Regions from separate parts of the Mus musculus genome. Here region 1 is linked to region 2. The links are chromatin contacts, called in public HiChIP or PLAC-seq maps. All regions are on one chromosome and are shown on one strand. The core of a region is the stretch at or near the end of the contact, and the rest is flanking DNA. Distances in the headings are between cores, read along the strand shown. Region 1 has its middle 17 kb from the start of Gm15322. Region 2 overlaps Map3k1 (mitogen-activated protein kinase kinase kinase 1).

Region 1 (4,916 bases), core at 1,341-3,840, 190 kb before region 2:
TACATACCCTGCCTACCTCACAAGACTGAATAAATCCCCTTAATGAAGTGTGATATTTGAATGCAAACCCTACAACATACAAGAACACTATTACCTCTCTAAACATACCTCTCTGTCAGTGTTCACTACATGTTAGATGAATGGATTAATAATACAACCAGGCAAACCTTATGACCATTTATTTCCCCCTTTAAATCTGGAAGATTGTGACGTTCCTTTGTGGGAGTAAAAGAGAGGCCCATCCTCGTCAGAAACAGCCACTTCCTCTTCTCTTCCCTTTGGTTTCAGGACTGTAATATGAGCACACAGTCACTTTACTCTCCCAGTTTCCACTCTCTCTAATTACATGGTGTTATGAGCCAAAAGATAGACCACGAGATCTCAATGTTGCTACAACTTGCCAGTGACGTAAATTATCATTAACACACTGCATCCGAAACTAAGAGCGCTTCACCCAAAATGCTCCCGCGGGGAAACAGCCCACTGAAATGACAGAGCGAAGGCAGAGGCTGAGGTCACAGCTCCTGGAACACAACAACCTGTAGATGTTTGAAGAAAGCGAATTATTGCTACGGCCGGTCTTGATGGAGACTAAACTAACTGCACTTATCTGTAATGAGTTTTTACAAAATAATGCTACCAACGCAGTTCACACATGCTGGAAACCGGGCTAAGCTGGCTTTCAGACATAAGGCCATCAGTGCATTCAGAGAAACAATCGCTGCAATTATAACTAATTAACTGGCCTAAACAGTTGGGAGCCGGTTGGAGAGGTCTGAGCTGAAATGTAAATGAGGAGGGAGGGGCCTGCTGCAAAGAGATGGTGTGGCATATTTGTTTTGTTTTGACTTCTTTCCAGACATATTTCAGTTTGCATAAGTATTTGAAGGTCGGATCAGACAGGATTTACAGCACAATGGTATCAGGAATGTCTTTATGAAAACTCTGATATGGTCTAAATTAGGTTTCAAGAAGGGGCGGGGCAGCCGTGGGAGCTCAAGTCTATATCAGTGTCTACTCTGCACCCTAATGGGCACCTCGAACCACTTCATCCGTCACAGGCCAACAAGTGAGCCCTTTAGGGAGTGGATCTCAGCTATCGATTCCTGCAGCATCAGAGGCAGCCCCGAGGGAGCTCCCCAGCCCGCGGATTTCGGATTTCAGCAGTACTCTTGTGACCTTTGGTTGACCTTGGGCTCTGCGAGTGGAGGGTTAAAGTTGTCTTTTGGCATTGGAGCCTGGCTTTTTCCTTCTCCAAATGCTTTCAGAGAAATCCGAGGGAACCCCACCCCTCTGCAGTGGGCAAGCTGCTTCCTGTAGAAGTAGAGAGGATCCTGCTTGCTCCGGTGAAAAGGGCTCTTCAGCACAGAAATGCCTTCTCTTTCTCGAGAAGTCTGCTTTCCCCTCAGCCTCTAATTACCACAAAGGCCTCTTTTGGCGTCTTCTCCATGAAGGCAGATAAAACAAAGCAATGTGTAAAAATCCAAAATCTGAGTGCTTTTAAGGTGAGAATGAAGCCAAGCCTGGCAGGCACCTGACAGACTAAACCGGAAGAGCCCGCTCCTCCATAAACTCAGTTTCCCCTCGGAGGTGATGGCTGAAGGGCAGGTAAGTCAGATGGGCCTGAAACTGCAGCAGCTGGCTCTCTTTAATAATGCCCGTCTCAGTGCTCGGCATGGCTATTTTGCGGCGTGCTGTGGAGTGAACAGGAAAGCTTCCAAGAGAGGTTTAATTGTTTACATTCAATGAAAGGAAAAGTCGGACTAGAAGTGCTCAGATATAATCTCGCTCTGATTAAAATGGTTCTATTGTGTTATGACCCATAACCCTGTTAGAAAGGTGAATCCAGGACTTTGCCCAGCCATGGGCACCCCTTTTATACAAGGGAGCTATACATGCAGGCATGGACGGACAGACACGCCTGGTGGCTCGCAGCCATCCTGGCTGCAAGAAGGGTTTATTTTCCTTTAGGAGTCCACAGCTGATCAGTGTTCTGCTGCCTGGGCTGTTTCATAACTTTCCGTGTAATTAAGCAGTTGGCATGACCTTCCATAGCAAGATAATAACAGGAGTTAGCCAAGGCAGGGCTTGTGCACAAGAACCCTTTGGGCTGCTCAAGCATTCAAATAGATGCAAAGCCAGCTTCCTAATCCAAAACCCAGTGGCACCTGGCTCCCTAGCATGTGAGCACACATACACACGATCATGCACACACACACGGCAAGCAATCATGGCACTATTTCCCATAACTCAGTAACCGCAGGGTCCAATTCAAAGATGGAGGGAAAGTACCCTGTGCACCATGTCTTACGGCTGAGCCTGGAGGTGTGCGTCAAGGTCACTCATTTTGAAACGGCAAATCTCTACAGATCGCCAGAAACAAGCTGGTTTTGAAAGAAATACGTCTGACTTTAAAAGAAAGCACATTAGCCACTGAGCACCAAATGGGTTTTAGTAAATGTATTTAAAAAAAAAAAAAAAGTCGGGCCTTCTTGGAAGGTGAAATCTGAATTGTGTTTCCTGCACAGCACAGAAAGCAAGCAGTGGGTGGGAGAGAGGGTAGCCTACAAAGATGGCCGCTGCCACCCATGCTGTTCCTTTCTGGGCTGCATATGCTGTCTCTGCATTGAGGAAGGAGCATTTGAGTCTCTCCTTGGATCTGAACCGTACGCTTAACTGGACAACGACGATGACAGGAGTGTGTCTGTGACTTCTGAGCCGCCTTCTTAGCTGCACACGGTCCGGCGGGTCCCTTTGAAACTCTGCCTGGCGGAGTGCTTCTGCCGGGACCTTGTCTCTCTGCTGGGTGAGACTCGAAGTTCAGTAAAACCACAGCAGCTTGCAGTGAGCAGCCGGAAGCAGCTGCAGGCGGGCGGGCGGTGACGGAAGCCTTCCCAGCGAGTGCGCACCCTCATTAATAACAGCCTGCAACTGCGTACGGATGCTGAGCAAGAGCTACCCATCCAAACCCAGACAACGCTGCAAACAAGACTGTGGAGATGAGGAGCATGTGTGGGGCTAACAAGCACAGTCTTTGGTCATCTTTTTGTCATAGATTTATAAGAGCCACCTGTCAATGAGGGACAGTAACTCTTTACTGGATGTTTTAAATATATTTTGTTCATTTTAAGAATTTACACATATAGAATACACACATACATACACACATATATATACACATATATATATACATATACACACACATATATAATATACATGTATATACATATACACAAATGTATGTATGTGTGATAATCTATATGCATATGTATACACCTATATAGCTATATAGATATATATACCTATAAATCTATGTATCTATATACCTATGAATCTATATATCTATATACCTATGAATTTATGTACCTATATGTCCATATCTATAGCTTTATCATCTATATCTATATCTATATCTATATCACTAAGCTTGATTTGCACATGCTACCTATATTCTCTTGTTACAGGGTCACCCACCAGAGCACAGCGACCACACTTTTAAAGAAAACTGACTCTTCATTTCTCAGAAACCATAACTTGATAGTTCCTCAGTTAGAGGCAGGGAATCATAAGCCCCGCCCTCTCTCCAAGCTAGAATGCTGACTGGCTTGATCTTGCACAGGTCTTGTACAGTTTGCTGGACATTTTCACACATTTTTCCTCTTGTTGCCACTTTGCCTCTCCTCTGCCATTCAGTTTTTTTGTTTGTTGTGGTGTAGTCAGTAGTTTCCATTATTTGATTCTATGGTTTCTCTTTTACAATATTTATTTCAAAGACCTACTTCATGCCAAGTCTATACCCATTTATTTGACCATAAGTGTTTGAACTTTACAAATACTCATTATTGGGCACCTCTTTTGTGTCAGGTACTCTCTTGCTAGATAAATAGTGGATACGATAGACTAGGACCAAGCTTTCAATGAGCTATAAAGCATGGTCGTAGAGACATCATTCTCATTAATGAAAAATCTGTATGAAATCCTAATAGCCACCAACAGCTGGACCACATACAATGCTGCAAACAGTGAAAACGAGTGAGTGTTCTGTATTTTATCTATCAATCAAGCTACCTACCACCAGTGGGGAATGAATTTGAACCCAGACCTCCTATTAGGAATGAATGATGGGAAAAGGTATTACACTGCTGTGGAAGGAAGCCCACAGTGGAGTGATCATGGGCTGCTGCAGAAGTCAAGCACCCTGAAGGAGCTGTTGTTTAAGTACTGGCAGTTGTATAATTATAATTTTGCTTTATGTTGAAATCATTGACCTATCAGGAGTTAAAATGAGCTCAACAGCAGTGTTCCTAGTTGTAAAGACAACATGAGTGCGAGCTGCTGATACTTCGTGTCAAGATGTCTATGTGCCTGTGTGTCTGTCTCGAGGCCCTGGAATCTGTTTTAAAATTCTCTCTGTGCTCCCTACAATTATTTCAGCTTTATATTTGAGCCAGGATGAATGCTGTGCTTTAACAAATACTCTTACCAAATCGTTTCTCTTGATGTACGCTGGGCTTCTCCAACCAATTCCCTGAGCCCACATTTGAACTAAGATTCACTTGTTCCAGCTAATCTCACCCTTCGTTTTCTAGTAATGCATGCTTATTTTGTCAATATCTGTAGTAAAATATTATTGTAGCCATATTTATTATACTTTTTAGTCTAACTTTTAAAAATGTTTATTATTTTTAAATCATGCATACTAAGCATGCCCTATCTCAAGAATTGCAGAACGACATCCCTGCATCCCTCCACTGCTCTGACTCCTGCAGAGGGCCTTACATGAGCCTTTTTGATCTGTCACTTTCATGCCTGCAGAAGACATCCACTAAGCATTCTCTTGTTTTTAAAAGCACAATGTTAAGTGGTCCTTATTCTCCAGACATGCCATTTCCTTTGTCTTGTCTCTAACATCTTTT
Region 2 (4,625 bases), core at 1,789-4,288:
TTTTACCTACACCTTGGCTGTGTATCTTTGCCTGTCCCGCAAGTCTTGGGATAAACTTGGAAGCTGCGGAACTCAAAGCGCCGCTACTGCAGTAAAGAGAAGCCTGTGTGCTTAAGGACAAAAGACGGGACTGGGAGACAAAGCCGCTGGTGCAGCCACCTGAGTGTCTGCCTTGTTTTCTCTTAATTTACAGAGGCTTTTCCAGAATGGTGCTGGAAAACCGTATATCCACACTCAGACTGAAACTAGGCCTTTCACCTTGTACCAAACCACTCCAGAGTGAATCAGAGGCCTTAACGTGGACCTAATTGCTTTAAGATATAACGTAGACAAGACTTCCTGAATGGTCTGCAGTGGCTCAGAAGATAACTACAAGAATTAGAAAAGCTCCCACAACATGTTTCCCCCGCTGCTCATTGACAGAGTGAATACCTAGTATATATAAAGAACTAAGACTCATAAAAATAACCCGGTCAATAGTTACACAAATGAGTAGGCGGCTCTCAAAAGAAATACAAATGACCAGCAGGTGAACATGCTGAACATGGAAAAATGTCAGTATCCATAACCATTGGAGAAGTGCAAACCAAAACTCCACGGAGCTGGGTATGGTAGTGTATGGGTGTGACCCCAGCAGAGGGGAGTATAGGAGGAGGAAGGTTAGGTCATCCTCACTTACATAGTGAGTTCAAGACCAGCCTTAGCTACGTAAGACGACACTGTCTTAAAAACCCAAAAGGAAAGGCTGTTTTGAGATTCCTGCCTCTGGGAAACCAGCACCTGCAGCTGAGTTGGGGGCTGTGGCCTGCCGGTAGGAATGTTAACTAGTTTAACCACTGTGGAAGCCAGCGTGGAGGTTCCTTAGACAAACACAAGCAGAATTCCTGTGTGATCCAGCTGTCCCACCCCCAGCAGATTCCTAAAGAGTCTTAAGTCAGAATACAGCAGAGTTATCTACACTCTCTGCAAGGTAGACAGCCAGTTTAGGCGCCCATCCGTGGATGACGAGGTAAAGAAAGCGTGCTGTCAGCATACGCAAGGCAATTCTATTCGGACACAGAAAAACGGAGCCATGCTGTCTGCAGGAAAATGCACAGATGTTAAAGTAAGCAGGACTCAGATAAATACGGCATATTTTCTCTCTTCTGTGGAATTGTGTGTGTGTGTGTGTGTGTGTGTGTGTGTGTGTGTGTGTGAGTGACATACACACACGGGCCCCAAAGTAGAAAGAGGACTATTTGATAGGAAGGGGGCCAGTGGGATGAGGTATCGGGAGGGTAGTGGTGGACATCAGAGTATATTACACACATGTATGAAATGTCATAAGAAAGCCCACCACCCATACAGTTACTATGTGCAGACAGCATTGCTTGCTTCCTGCCAGCTCTATCTTACCCTGTGTCTGGGTTCGCAGTTCCTGCACTTGCCATCCCTGGACACCACCCCCCTGACTGCCTTAGTTCTCCACTGCCTCCCAGGTTGCTTGGCTGAGACGGCACAGCTGTCCGCCTCCCCGACACAGACTCTTGGATCTTCCTCGGGGCTGTGTTTTGTCACTAACTTCAGGAAAATCAAATTAACTAGATCACATGGGCAAGTTTCAAGCAATGGGAAAGCCCCCTGACTAAGGACAAATGATCTGGACTCAGGGTGGTTTCTTGCTAATCCTGCCTTGGTGTTTTCCTGGGGCCAAATTCTGTCTCTTTAAACCTCTTGCCTAGCATCTGACCTCCCTTCTCCATGCAGCGCCCCTCAGGGCACAGCAGATGTTTCTACCAGAGAAGGATCTTTTTGGTTCGGAGGCTCCTACAGGAAGGAAGGGCATTTTTTTTTCCTTCACAAGCATCTGCAAATACCAGGGGCATCCGTTAGCACTGCTTGTAAACTGAAAGCTGAGTAAGACAAATCTTGCCCTCAGGTAGACCCAGTCCGAGGAGGACAGTCCACCCTACTCAGCATGTACTTGCCTAGTCCATCCCTTGTGCCAACCTTTCTAGTAAGACAGTGATAGTAGACTTGAAACCCACTTCTGTCTTCATTCCCAGTCTGGTGGTAGGGACAGACAGACGAGTGAGGAGCTGTGTGCTGAGGAGGCTGGAGGAAGGTTCTCTGCACTGTTACAGGGGCTGTAGCCTGAGGGGAGCTCAGTTAGTGTCTAGGGCAGTATGGGGTGACTGACCATAGGGCCTTGGAAATGTGAGCCCATAGGCTGATAAAAGGGGTGGGGCTGAGGGGGTCTAGATGGGCCGCTCATCAGTTAAGAGCACTGTTGATTCACTCCGGTCCCAGTTAACTGTAACTCCAGTACCCTCTTCTGACCTCCTCCGGTACTTAAGCACACTCCGGATGCGCCTATGGACATGCAGGCAAAACACTCTCCCTTCAAAGGAATAATTCCAATTAAAAAAAAAAGTCCGCCGTGCCCCAGGGAGCACTGCATGAAGGGAGCACGGGCACCAGTCCTGGGGGGACACACCTCGGGAGAGCATGGTAGGGTTAGCTTTTGTTCTCCCTTCCCTCGTGCTAGGAAAACTCAGGTTCTATCAGAACACTGCCAAGTGGTTTTCATGTTTCAGTTTGAAAGTCTTGAGGCTTAGAACTGTGTCGTCCGTTATCAGCCTGACTGAGAGTTAAGTGAGATTGCTGTTCCTGACAGAGAGCATTGGCTGACCCGCGTGCTCACGAAGGAGTCGCTGTTGGTTTAGTGGGAATAATAGTTTCTGTCACACTCTCGCCCAGTACACGGTTGTTGTTAAAACTGGAAAGTGGTTCCGACGGGAGGTTTAGAAGCACGCACCCGACAGTCATGAGTCAAGCCCTGCCAGCGTAAAGCCATAGAAGTGTGATCCTGCTGAGTCATCAAAAGTGAAAAGACACTGGCACTTAGGACGGCTTCAGGGTGCCCCTGAGGTGAGGAAGGCATACTTAGGAAGACCTTGACTCCAGCTATATTTGGGGCAGGATGTCAGAGTGAGTGCTGCTTCTGTTCGAAGTGATTTGTGGGCAGGCTACCTTTGCTATTAATAATCGTCTAAATTACATTTTTAAGGAAAGAGCGCCCCCTACCGAGCAAAGCGTCGTTTTTCCTGATCCCCTTCCCTTCCTGTGACCTTCGGGTTTTCCAGACAAGGCAGTCAGCTCTAGTTGGTTCATCTTGCAGTAAAGGGGCAGCCGGCAGCCAGGATGCTCCTAACACCATCTAAACAGCACTTTGCACGTTTCAGTGTCCCAACCAACTGGCTCGTCTCATGATGGACACATTGGCAGAGAAGAAGAGAACTATTCTAAAGAGTGACTAGGGAGAGTGACATATGGCATGTGGCTGGGGCCATGATCTACTGGGAGCTGCACTCTCAGGGGTGGGGCTGCTACTGAGATGATCCTGTTACTGAGATGATCCTGTCACTGCAGGGATTCCTGGGATCCACCTGCAAATCCAGACCTACGGAGGAGTGCGATCCACCTGGGCCTTTTCAGTCTCAGGGTTTTAATAATAAATAGTGTGCTCTCTGCTGAGAAGCTGAGACATGGACGCTTAGCAAACATGCCAGCGTCTTAGCTAAGGAATGCTATTTCATAATTTTGTAGTCATGATTTTTAGAGGGTTGATACACTTTTGGTAACATGGCTTAATTAATTACTTGGCATGTATCTTAGATTTTCCACTTTGCTGAACTATACAAGCATCTGGTAATTTTTAAGGGATATGTAACCTACGGGCTGAATTGATCCGTACTTGCGACATGTTCCTCTGTATTATACAGCCTGTAAAAGGATTTATATCAAGATCATGAACTAATTAATACAACTACAGGGGCTGGCGAGATGGCTCAGCTGTGACAAGCATTTTTGCTCTTGCAGAGGACCTGGGTTTGGGTCCCAACACCAAGATGGCAGCTCACAGCCATCTGTAACTTGGGTTCTGAGAGATCTGACACTCTCTTCTGGCCTCCATGGGCAGTACTCAGACACATGCAGACACACACACACACACACACACACACGCACGCACATACACACACACAAATAAATCTTTTAAACCCACAACTTTAAGGAGTTAGAACGTGGTATAGAATGTGTGTGTGTGTGTGTGTGTGTGTGTGTTGTGTGTGTGTGAAGTCAGAAGCACCAAGTGTAATTCACAGGAGTCCAGTCATTTGTTTTGTTGTTGTTTGAGCTTAAGATATATCTTGAAATGACAGATGCCTAAATAATGAATATTAACTGACCGAATAGCTAATAGTCATGAGAAGATGGTTTTAAAATTATAAAATACTCGGTTATGGCAAAAGTTATACTTTCAGATTAGCCCTCAGAAGCTAATGTGAGCCAGGGGTAGCGATGATCCCAGCACTTGGAAGGGAAAGCTGGGCAGGCAGGCAGCTCGAGGCCATCCTTGGTCACAGTGGGTTTTAACTGATATATGCGACCCTGTCCAAAAGTGAGAAATAAGCCATAATTTCATGAGTTGATACAAATTAAGCATTTCTGGTAATGTTATCCCCGGTTCTTGGCAAAGTAGGCCAGGTGCCCACAAAGAGGCCTGTGCTAGAGAGTTGGACCTCAGTGTAGGATGTCACTGTGGCTGCACTGCCACCAAGCCTGGGCAGGCGCTCCTAGCCCCC

Evidence for each region. HiChIP or PLAC-seq counts read pairs in DNA pulled down with a chosen protein or histone mark.
Region 1: a contact with region 2 is called in an H3K4me3 HiChIP or PLAC-seq map of bone marrow-derived macrophages, with 5 times the contacts expected there. The contact joins two enhancer-like sites. A contact is called at or near these places in 1 of 15 datasets of contacts at CTCF or cohesin (large pre-B cells), 24 of 484 Hi-C or Micro-C datasets (CD4 T cells, CD8 T cells, Th1 cells and 12 more), 18 of 115 datasets of contacts at active chromatin or transcription factors (bone marrow-derived macrophages, embryonic stem cells, extraembryonic endoderm stem cells and 12 more) and 3 of 9 other capture datasets (bone marrow-derived macrophages, embryonic stem cells and embryonic tail).

The regions. Positions count from the first base shown.
Region 1 is chr13:111,975,870-111,980,785 of GRCm38.p6, reverse strand. No RefSeq gene overlaps it. Among named protein-coding and RNA genes, the nearest start is that of Gm15322, 17 kb to the left of the region's middle. Within about 2 kb of position 2,590, at least 113 of the 459 cell types and tissues checked have an H3K27ac peak or open chromatin away from gene starts, as enhancers often do. A contact at or near this core is called in CD8 T cells, Th1 cells, Th2 cells and 6 more, where this site is marked.
Region 2 is chr13:111,786,769-111,791,393 of GRCm38.p6, reverse strand. All of the region lies in intron 1 of Map3k1 (mitogen-activated protein kinase kinase kinase 1), which reads left to right. Among named protein-coding and RNA genes, the nearest start is that of Map3k1, 20 kb to the left of the region's middle. Within about 2 kb of position 3,038, at least 113 of the 459 cell types and tissues checked have an H3K27ac peak or open chromatin away from gene starts, as enhancers often do. A contact at or near this core is called in CD8 T cells, Th1 cells, Th2 cells and 6 more, where this site is marked.